Linked DNA regions of Mus musculus: region 2 is linked to region 1. The links are chromatin contacts, called in public promoter capture Hi-C maps. All regions are on one chromosome and are shown on one strand. Each heading gives the region's core, a stretch centred on a gene start, on an enhancer-like site or on the middle of the called end of the contact. The rest is flanking DNA. Distances are from core to core; before and after follow the strand shown.

Region 1 (5,475 bases), core at 867-3,366:
TGGCCTTGGAGTAGGTGTGGCCTTGGAGTAGGCGTGTCACTGTGGGCTTGGGCTTTAGAACCCTCATCCTAGCTGCCTAGAAGCCAGTCTTCTACTGTTTGCCCTCAAAACAAAATGTTGAACTCTCAGCTCCTCTTGCACCATGCCTGCCTGGATACTGCCATGCTCCCACGTTGATGATAATGGACTGAACCTTTGAACCTGTAAGCCAGCCCCAATTAAATGTTGTCTTTAAGTTGCCTTGGTCATGGTGTCTGTTCTCAGCAGTAAAACCCTATGTAAGACAAGGACCTATTTTAGAGAATGTACTTTTGAATATGTAAACACTTTAAAAAAGGGGGTGGCTGCTCATGCCTTTGATCCCAGCACTCGGGAGGCAGAGGCAGGCGGATTTCTGAGTTTGAGGCCAGCCTGGTCTACAGAGTGAGTTCCAGGACAGCCAGGGCTACACAGAGAAACCCTGTCTCGAAAAACCAAAAAAAAAAAAAAAAAAAAAAAAAAAAGAAAAGAAAATGGAAAAAAAATGATTGCTTAGGAAACCTATAACAAACATTTATATAACACATGTACAATATACATGTATATATTCATATGTGTTCGATATAGCCTATATTCACATTTGCAGAATCCGTGTCAGGAAAGAAATGCTGAAGAAAATACAAACATGCAGACCTACCACACAGACAAGAAGGAATACCGAATCACAGAATCTCACTGCAAATGTGTGAAAATGAAGCCTATTTTTATCTGCCTAAAAACGTAGAAAACTTGCAAAGAAGCATGTGCAAGACCTGAGAGATGGCTCGGTCGTGGGCTTGCTGAGCCATCTGACAGGACCAGAGCTTGGATTCTCAGAGCTCAAGAAAAACTGGGCAATGTAAGCTGTCATTCATAATTCCAGCAGTCTTGCACCGTGATGGGAGGAGGAAGTGGACGGCTCTCTGAGAGCCCACAGGCCTGCCAGGTGCAGCGGTGAATAGGAGACCCCGTCTCAAACAAATCAGAAGGTCCTCAAGGACTAACACGGACTGTATCCTCTGACCTGCAAACACACATGTAGTCACATACACTCACATATACATCAAACAAAGCAAAACCAAAACAAATGCCCCTGCAAAACAAAACAAACAAAAACAAAACCACAAGAGCCAAAATTTGATAAACAAATGGCCAAATAGATACAGATCCTTTTACTAAAAGATTTGGAATTTTATTCCAAGGTTTATTCCAGAAGTTCGGGTTCCCAACAGATACCATTCAAGGTCTCCTAAACCTGTGGTCCAAGGTGCAGATGAAGTTTCCGGCCATCCAAGCATCCTTACCTCAAAGGATGACTTCTAGTGCTATTTCCAGTGATTCTGATGTTATCATGTTCAAGTCACGTTGTATTTCCTCCGTGAGCCTCTGTACTGGTCAAGATGAGAGTGTCTCCCAAGTATCTCACGTTTTTGGTTGACCTGGAACCCCCTGGGAAGACTGGTTTCTCCTTTCTGCTAGGTTGCTCATAGAGCTCCAACTCCTTCTGCTAAACTGGTTAGTGAAACACCTGATTAAAACCATTCACCAAGAAACGTGGTTTTCTTCAATGAATACCAGCTATTTGAAAGTTAAGATTTATTTTGAAAGAAAGAAAGAGAGGGAGGGAGAGAGGAAGGGAGGGAGAGAGAGAGAGAGAGAGAGAGAGAGAGAGAGAGAGAGGAAAGAAAGAAAGAAGTTAGGCATTTTGATCACCATCTTCAGTGAAAACGTTTTCTTCAAAGTTTCAGGCATGAAGAGACTGAATACTTTGCTCAGCGGGATCAGTGTAAACCACAGAAGGCCAGTTTTGGCAGCTAAACACTTTTTGCACATGGGCACGCGTTTGAGGAGCTAAACATTTTGCATACGAACGTATCTTTTAGCTAGGACACCGGGATTTAAGCTTTTCTGCCAAACACAGGAGTTGTTAATGGACGTATATTCACTGGTGTCAACACGGACACATATTTTGCACTCTTCTGATTTGCATGTCACCCTTCAGCAGTGACAGCGGAGTGGGGACGCTCAGGTGGCACGCGGCGGATACAGAAACTACAACTCCCAGCGGTGGCCATGGTAGCAATCAGGCCCCGCCCAGCGGCCTGCGCTCCGGGGTAGGTCTCGGTTTAGGTCCCGGCTCAGGTCCCAGAGCTCTGAGTCACAAGGCCGGTAGACAGGGGAGCCCAGCGGGCGAGCAGCATGGAGCCGCGCGCCGGGGACGGCTGCTTCCTGGGAGATGTGGGTACGTGTTTCGCGCCGCAACCGCCAAGGACACCACACCGGGGCTGGAGTCAGGACCAGGAGATCAGCACTTGGGGACAGAGCAAGCTCATGGGTGGCCTTTGTCCCAGAGATGGGCATCGCGCGCCGTTCCAAGTTGGTGGTCAGAGGCGTTGGGGTGGGGTGTAGTGATTCGAGTAGGGCCCGGACGATCCTGGTCATCTCAGACCGACGTTTAATGTCTGTCGCCCTGTTTCTAGCCGGTGCACTGTGCAGCTGGTCTTCTCTGTGATGCACCAGGTATGGGATTCAGAACCGCCAGTCTACCAGAGCACCGCACACTTTGGGGAGCATGCGGGGTCGTTGCCCAATTCACCCGCAGAGTCTGGAAAGTGTACACTGGTTGGCAGCCTCATCCGGAGCCTACTGCGGTCACTGCACCACGTTTGGTGCAGTGAATTGCTTGCGGGGCTTAAAGCATCCTACACATACCCTGTAGGTTGCAGCAGCTGCAACCAGGGAGTCTGCTCCAGAATGAGGTCATGGCCCAACACTGGGACATACCTGGTGCTGAAGAAGTGTCCTCTGTACCTTTGGGCTGTTTTAATCCATAAAATGAATTTGAAGGCAAAGGAGCATTCTTTGGAGAAGTACATTTTTTTTCTTGTTTACAAAATAATAATATGGTAAATAGAAAGGACAATGACATTGTGCTTCAATAGCTTGAAAATAAATAGAAGAAAGAAAGCCAAAATGTTCCTTTATGTGAGTTAAAAAAAAAGTAATGTAAGCCGGGCATGATGGCGCACGCCTTTAATCCCAGCACATGGGAGGCAGAGGCAGGAGGATTTCTGAGTTCGAGGACAGCCTGGTCTACAAAGTGTGTTCCAGGACAGCCAGGGCTACCCAGAGAAACTCTGTCTCAAAAACCAAAAAAAAAAAGTAATGTAAAGAAAATCGAGTTAATTTAGCTGCAATTTATTATGATTGTAATTACAATCATAACAAGGTAGATAGATCTTTTAATTGATTTCTTCAAAACAAACTCCTTCAGAACAATCAAAGCCTCTTTAATAAGCACCTGTTTTTCTTGGCACCCTTGGCTGGCACAAGACTTTGACCCTGATAGCGTGGTCACTATTTGATTCGTGTGACTAGGCAGTGGATGGCTAACCACAGAAGCCTACTAAGCATACATTTTTTTGTTCAGATAGGGGTTAGTCTGGCATCAGAGCCTGGCATGAGGGCTCTTACCTGTAATCCTAACCCTCAGAAAGTAGAGACAGTGGGGCTGTGAGTTCTAGGCCAACCTAGGCTATATGTCACAATATTTTCTCTAAATATTTTTTAAAAACACCACTCCCAAGTATATTTTCTGCATAGCTTGTGGAGAAATCTTTTTTTTTTTTTTCCTAGACGGGGTTTCTCTGTGTAGCCCTGGCTGTCCTGGAACTCACTCTGTAGACCAGGCTGGCCTCGAACTCATAAATTCGCCTGCCTCTGCCTCCCGAGTGCTGGGATTAAAGGCATGCGCCATCACTGCCCAATGAAAATCATATTCTTGATTAGCGGGTGTTAGGGTTCTTGGCTATTTTTGACACTGTAATTTAAAAAATTTAATATGTGTCCCCAAAAATGTGCCCTGCTGGTATTTGTATTTCTGGCTTAAACTGAAGGTGCTGGATCCAAAACAGTACCACTGTTCCAGTAAAAGTGGAACCCACCACAGGGAACTTTAACTGTAATATTCTGACTTCTAATATTATATTCCTGCTGAATGGTAACCAGAATATTTATGTATAGCACTTTTAGATTACTTTCATTTGCTTATGTAATTTTCTCTCGATTTCATGAGGTCTTTTTTTTTTTTTTTTTTTCCTCGAGACAGGGTTTCTCTGTGTAGCCCTGGCTGTCCTGGAACTCACTTTGTATACCAAGCTGGCCTCGAACTCAGAAATCCGCCTGCCTCTGCCTCTGCCTCCTGAGTGCTGGGATTAAAGGCCTGTGCCACCACACCTTGGCTTCATGAGGTCTTTGGAGAGAAAGGAAAGAAAAGATCTTCCATGTGTTATTAGGAACCCTCTGGCTTTACCATTTTTATCCCTGTGACATGTTCAGTCTTAGCAAGGATTCAGGATGCTTTTCAAGGCTTAGAATGAAACTTTGAATGGTTAGAATGAAAACGTGGGGCTGGTGAGATGGCTCATCGGTTAAGAGCACTGACTGCTCTTCCGAAGGTCCTGAGTTTGAATCCCAGCAACCACATGGTTGCTCACAACCATCTGTAATGAGATCTGACTCCCTCTTCTGGAGTGTCTGAAGACAGCTACAGTGTACTTACATATAATAAATAAATAAATCTTTAAAAAAAAGAAATTGTTTAATAAAAACAGGAATTCAAAGAGAACTTGTTGACAAACAAGCTTGAAAGCATACCGGAGGCCGAAAAAGTTTAAAGAAAATAATAGTCAAGTAATAAACACGTTTATGAACAAAACAGCACGTTAATATCTTTTCTGTAACATGGCCCTGTGAAAAGTCACCTCCTTCACAAGAAAACTAAGGTGGCTGGTTGCCAATGAAGCCTTTTCTCAAGTTCTTCAGAATGAAGAAAATAAGCCAGGCCTGAAAGTTCTTACTGGTAATCTCAGCTAGGTGGCCCAGATACGCTGTGAATTTAAGGCCAGCTCAGGCTACTACCAAGGACCTCTCTCAAAAAGTAAAAAAACAAACAAGAAAAGATACTTGGCTTGAAGCCCAGGCTCGCTGTGTTTTGTGATCGAACTGTGGGAACTAAGGGAGTGTACCCTCACTTAATAAACATACCAGGATGACTAAAGGCAGGGAAGGAGGGCGATCACGTGTTCTAGGTGTTCTAAGTGAGCTCCTTTTCAGCAGGGAGAGGAGTCGCTCTTTCTGCGCCCCGCCCGCCTGTCCGCCCGGTTTGGTTTCCTTGTTCTTTTAACTTAGTTGCCAATCTGTTTCACTTTCCCCTACTCTCTTTCACTTTCTTTTCTTTACTTAGTCTTTCAAGTTGCTGCTCCCTGCCCCTCTTTGAAGGCAAACATTTTATTTTATTTTTTACCTCATTGTATGTTTTTAAAAAAAATATAGACTGTGGGAGTAGTTGGGTTGGTCAGCAGGGGGAGGGGGAGGGGGAGGGGATAGCAGAGGGGATAACATTTGAAATGTAAATAAAGAAAATATCTAAAAAACAACATAGACTGAAACAATAAG
Region 2 (5,475 bases), core at 841-3,340, 240 kb after region 1:
AGGCAGTGGGTAGGTAGGAGGGACCATGATAAGGAGGGACCCAAACATCTGTCCTTCTTCTGAGATTCATAGATTATTTCAAGAGCCTTATTTTACTGAAAATAATGAGTGTGCTCTAAATCTCAACATTGAGTTGAGTCTTTGCAGCTACTATAGTTTCTCAGACATATTCTTCTTCACAATTAATGGATGTTAGGATGGGACTTTTGTAATTGAGAGCAATAGGTTCCCCTTTTAATGAACACAAAGTCAAAGATCTGCACAGTCAAGAGAAGTAGAGACTTTTGCAGGAGGTAAGCAAAGCATGGGGCCTGTTTTCAAAGTAATTTTCTCCCTCACCCCATTATGTAAGCTAGGCTGCCAAGTGGACCTGAAGATGACCTTAAAGGTCTGATCCTCTCACCTCTAACTTCCTAGGAAACCAGGCTGAAGTCACCATGCCTTGTTCATGTAGTGTTGGGGCCTGAACTCAGCCAGAGCTTTGTGCATGCTAGGCAAACACTCTACCAACAGAGCTACATCCCCAACTGCTATTCTTATGTTAGAATGCACAACAGATATACTATGTACTCTTTCCATTGGGACTGAAAAGTCCACACCGCCTTTGAGAAAATTCAAGATGTCTGTAAACACCACTTAGTGGAATTCTCACACTTGAGATTTTTTTTTTTTTTTTTTTCCGAGACAGGGTTTCTCTGTGTAGCCCTGGCTGTCCTGGAACTCACTTTGTAGACCAGGCTGGCCTCGAACTCAGAAATCCACCTGCCTCTGCCTCCCAAGTGCTGGGATTAAAGGCGAGTGCCACCACTGACCGGCTGAGAATTTAACAAAAATAAAAAAATAAATAAATAAAAATGAGTTTTCAGTTTGCAGGGAATCTTTGTCAAAATCACTTGTTTGTATAAGATGTTAGTTACTTTCCATGTTGCTATGGTTGCTCTGTTCTTTCTTACATAACATCTGCTTTCCCCTGTCTAGCTGAGAAGTCAGCCACAGCTCCACCATGTGCCCCTTGATTTGTTGCATTAAGGATCCAGCCTGGTGTGGGCAGGAAGGTAACAGAAGGAAGTGAAGAGAAAGGAAAATATTGGTTATGGGGTGGAATTCAATGAGGTGTCACCCACCGACTTCAGTTCAGGAACCAGTTACCTAGAGTGCCCAGCACTTGATACACTCCAATAAACACTCTCATGCAAACATTCCCAGAAAATGGGAAAAAAAAAACCAAGAATGTGGTATATTGTGTATGATATACAATGTAGGGTGAAGTTTGGGGAGAAATAACGAAGGGCAAGCAAGTATGTTCCTTCATCCACACTAGCTTCAAGACAGTCAAGATCACCATCATTACTAGCATGAACAAACTGGACATGTTGCATGGTCAGGCTCATGTTGCCCAGACCCTGTGGTCCAGATGAGGTGGGCGATGTTCTCATTCCTGTGACAGATCATTACTATATTCTTTATGTGAGGGCACAGATGGCTGGATAGATATTTATTCTGAGTCCCTTTACAAACAACTTTGTGGTTCTCAACTTTCTGGTAGTGAGACTCTCAGAGAGTCTCTACATTTCAGCTGCTATTTTGGAGTCTCTTAGTTCATTTGATGTTGCTATCACAAAGTACATGAGTGGCAGGTACTATAAAAAATATGAGGTTTCTTCCATTCACAAATTTGATGGTTGAAGAGGCCACACTAGGCAGCTATTTCTTCTGGTGAGTGCCTTGTGGCCTCTATGATAGCATGGTAGATGGCATCGTGTGGTAGGAGCCTGTGGGAAAGCAGTTAGGGATGCCTAAGAAAGACACTGAACATTTTGTGAGGTGGCCTTGTTTCATAACAACTCACTCCCAGCAACGAATCCAACCCTAAGAGACATAACCCACTCCTTTAGGATGTGCATTAATTCCTACTGTGAATGGTAGCCCTTGACCAAATCAGGCCTCAGGGTTTTGGGAATTGGTTTTTGTATATAAGTGGAATGTATATATGTGTGTATATATGTTGGCATGAGTATGAACCCAGGTGTGTATGGAGGCCTGAAGTTGATGTTAAGTATGTTTGTCATTGCTCTCTACTGTGCTTACTGAAGTAGGCCTCTCACTGAACCTCACTGGGCCTCATTGTGAGTCAGCTTGCCCTAGGAATCCTCCAGCTCTGTTTTTTAAGTGTTGGGATTCCAAGAAGTCCTTGAGCCTGCCTAGTTCTATGCAGATTCTGGGGTTCCAAATTGAGGTCCTCACACTTGTACAGCAAGAACTTTAGCCACTGGTCTGCTAGATATCTCCACCTTTTAAAGGGTCCATCACCTCTCCAGATCATTACATTGGGGCTATGCTTCTACCACAGGCTCTCAGGGGCATAAACTATATCTAAACCATAGTAGAAATTACAGCAGCAACTTCCTGCAGCCAAATAGGATTCTAGCCTGTGCTGCTGGAAAATGTTCACTTATGGAAGCCTGGGTGGAGGCTAGTTACCTTCACGGGGCTGCTCCATTTCTTTCTCTAGGTTTTCCATAAGGCAGAAGGGGATTTCCTATCGGGAACCACTATGATATCTGTCTCAGCCAGCAGGAGGGGATTTTGGAAACAGGGTCCTTTATCTCACTCAAAACACAGTGCTGGTCTCTTCTTGTATGGGCTGGCTGTGGAAAAAAAAAAATAAAGGTCATTTAAAGCATCTATACTTGTAGACCAGGGAATTGTGGTTTTTGTGTATGTTATAATTATTGCAGGAAAGTGCCAAGAGCAGTTGGGAAGGAGACATGAGGTTTGTAATCAAGATGGCAGCCCCAGAAAGACTGCAGAGATGTTCAGATGCAGTTTTCTCCAAACTGGGGACAGTAGTGGCCTCTAAGGTGATTTGAGGGCTCACGTGGGCAAACAGAAAAGAGGCGTGCGGATCTTACAGTATGAAATCAGCAAATGTAGCCAGATCTTATTAGCATGATTTTGTCTGCAGTAGGTTATTGTTGCTTGCTGTAGGTTATTGTTACTCTTTTCTTCTATTTTTAGTAAAGGAAACTAGCTTTTCACTTATAACAATGACATACAGCGTTCTTTTAAAAATACATTTCTTAAAAACGGGAAGTGTAGATGAAAAAATGTCAAGGAGATAATGTATTTTAAAGGTGAAAGTGTAATTGTGCTACTCCAATGAATGTGCTTTTAAAAATAAATAATCCCAATCTCTCCTGCTCCTGAGAAAGGTTAAGGCCAGGGCCACAGAAGGAGGGCTGAGGGTGGCTGGCCAGGGTCTCCTGGAGAGAGACAGGATGTAAGGGATGTGGAACAGCTAAGGTCATGAGTTTCCCACTTCTGACTTTGGTCCTTCACACTGTACCCCAACTTGGCTCCTGGCACACCTCCAGGAAGGTGTCTCAAAGGGGTCACAGAAATACTTGTTTCCTGTCCATTGCTCAAATCCAGTCAGAGGTCATGACCTGTCTCACTAGTGGTACAGATCTGTGGCCCCAGCCACGGAAGGGACTTCATGAAGCATCTATTGCAAACTTTCTGATTCATTTCACCTAAGCTTTCCCAGAATTCTTTGATACCTCAAAATTGCTTTGTGTTGCTCATCAAAAAAGGTATAGCAAGTCACTTTTTATGTGTGACCTGCCAATTTTCAGCATACCCAAGGGGACTCAGGGATAAGGGGCCTTTGGAGCTTGACACTGTTTGGCCTGAATAAAAAAAGGAGAGATACTTTTGTCCTTCAGGTCCAGGGAAATTTGACTTGAAGAACAATTTAATGAAAAGAAGAACCTGGGGTAGATATCCAACCAATCTCAACAGCAGCTGAGTCATCTGGTAACATGTGTGAATTCTGAGGGCAGGTGACTGGAATAATGCCTTCTAGAAGTATTATTATGCCCTAGAAGTTGCTCAGGATAGACGTTTCTGAGGGAGGTGGCTGGGGAGATCTCTCAGTCAGTAAGGCGCTGGCCATGTAAGTACGGAAGATATGAGTTCAATCCCCAGCAACTACACAGGTAAAAGGCTGAGTGTGATAGGGTGCACCTGTAATTTATGCTAGACAAAGGGTAGACAAATGGATGCCTGGGGCTCAATGTCCCAAAGAAAGAACCTGTCTCAAAAAACAAGGTGGGTGGTTACTAAAGAACAATACCTATGGTTGATTAGTTGGTTGGTTGAGTGTTCTCCCTCTCCTCCCTCTCCCTCTCCCCCCTCTCCCCACCCCACACCTCCCTTGAAGGATGTGATTTTTCCAAGGCCAGTCCTTCTCTCTGCATCTTATATTTTTTGCAGGTGTGAGACCCAGTATGAGTGTAGATAAGACAGGCTATCTAAATGTATGGGCTCCCCAGGGCCTCAACAGACATTTGTAGAGGACTAATAGCCACTCAAGGTGTGAGGCCAACATACTTCTGAAATCCTGAGCCTAGGACCAAGTGAACTGTATGCTTTCTTGGAGGGATCCTGGAGGACAGGCAAACATGGGGGGCCATGACCACCCCTGGAGGCCTAAGATCTTCAGATCACAGGAGTCTACAGCCAAGCCAATGATTTAGCCCATGTTTAGTTGTATGGATTAATATCTGTATGGAAGAGGTCTCTTGGTTAGGGAGGTGGGATCAGGAAGGGTGTGTGAGGTAGAGAGAAATCAGTGAGCCTGAAGAGGAGATGAAACTGAACTCACCCCAGGTGATCTGGAAGATCCAGTGCCCAGGAAAAGGGGACTTGACTGAAATTCTTGCTGCCTCATCATTTCTCATGTTACCTGAGTACAAAAGAAGTTTGCTTACGTTTTGTGAGTTCCCTTAGTGTCTTCGTTAGGGTTTTACTGCTGTGAATAGACACCATGATCAAGGCAACTCTTATAAGGACAACATTTAATTGGGACTAGCTTATAGGTTCAGAGGTTCAGCCCATTATCATCAAGGCAAGGAGAACATGGCAGCATGTAGGCAGGCAGGTGAAAGAAGAGCTGAGAGCTCTACATCTTCATCTGAAGGCTTTTAGCAGAATACTGACTTCCAGGCAACTAGGCGGAGGGTCTTATAGCCCACACTCACAGGGACACACCCACTCCAACAAGGCCACACCTACTCCAATGGGGCCACACCTTCTAATAGTGCCACTCCCTCGGCCGAACATATACAAGCCATAACACTTAGTTTTCGTTATACAATTCCCTCCTTCAGATATTAAATATTTTAGCATTGGTGTACCTTAAAAAATTTAAATAGGGTCTGGTGAGATTGCTCAGTGGATAAAGGCAACCATTGGCAAACCTGATGACCAGAGTCCAATTTTTAGGACCCACGTGGTGGAGGAGAGAACCAGTTCCTGAGAGTTGACTACTCACTGCTGTATATGTGCCCCCTACCTCAAGGGATAAATCATTATTTATACAATAATAAGCAATAAGCAAATGTGCTTATAAATAATGAACATAAATAATAATAAAAAATAAGCAAAGCATGTTAAAAATCAAATCATGCATGG

Evidence for each region. Promoter capture Hi-C pulls out the DNA fragments that hold promoters and counts their contacts.
Region 2: a promoter capture Hi-C map of cranial neural crest shows a contact between it and region 1. The contact joins the enhancer-like site here to the promoter of Asb13 in region 1. A contact is called at or near these places in 9 of 39 promoter capture datasets (the C10 cell line, cranial neural crest, embryonic stem cells and 6 more), 6 of 115 datasets of contacts at active chromatin or transcription factors (bone marrow-derived macrophages, embryonic stem cells, fetal liver and 3 more) and 2 of 9 other capture datasets (adipose tissue and liver).

The regions. Positions count from the first base shown.
Region 1 is chr13:3,631,916-3,637,390 of GRCm38.p6, forward strand. It overlaps Asb13 (ankyrin repeat and SOCS box-containing 13), which reads left to right and starts at 2,117. Exons shown (of 6, transcript NM_178283.4): 1 at 2,117-2,260. The coding sequence starts at 2,218.
Region 2 is chr13:3,867,996-3,873,470 of GRCm38.p6, forward strand. No RefSeq gene overlaps it. Among named protein-coding and RNA genes, the nearest start is that of Calm5, 17 kb to the left of the region's middle. Within about 2 kb of position 2,091, at least 6 of the 459 cell types and tissues checked have an H3K27ac peak or open chromatin away from gene starts, as enhancers often do.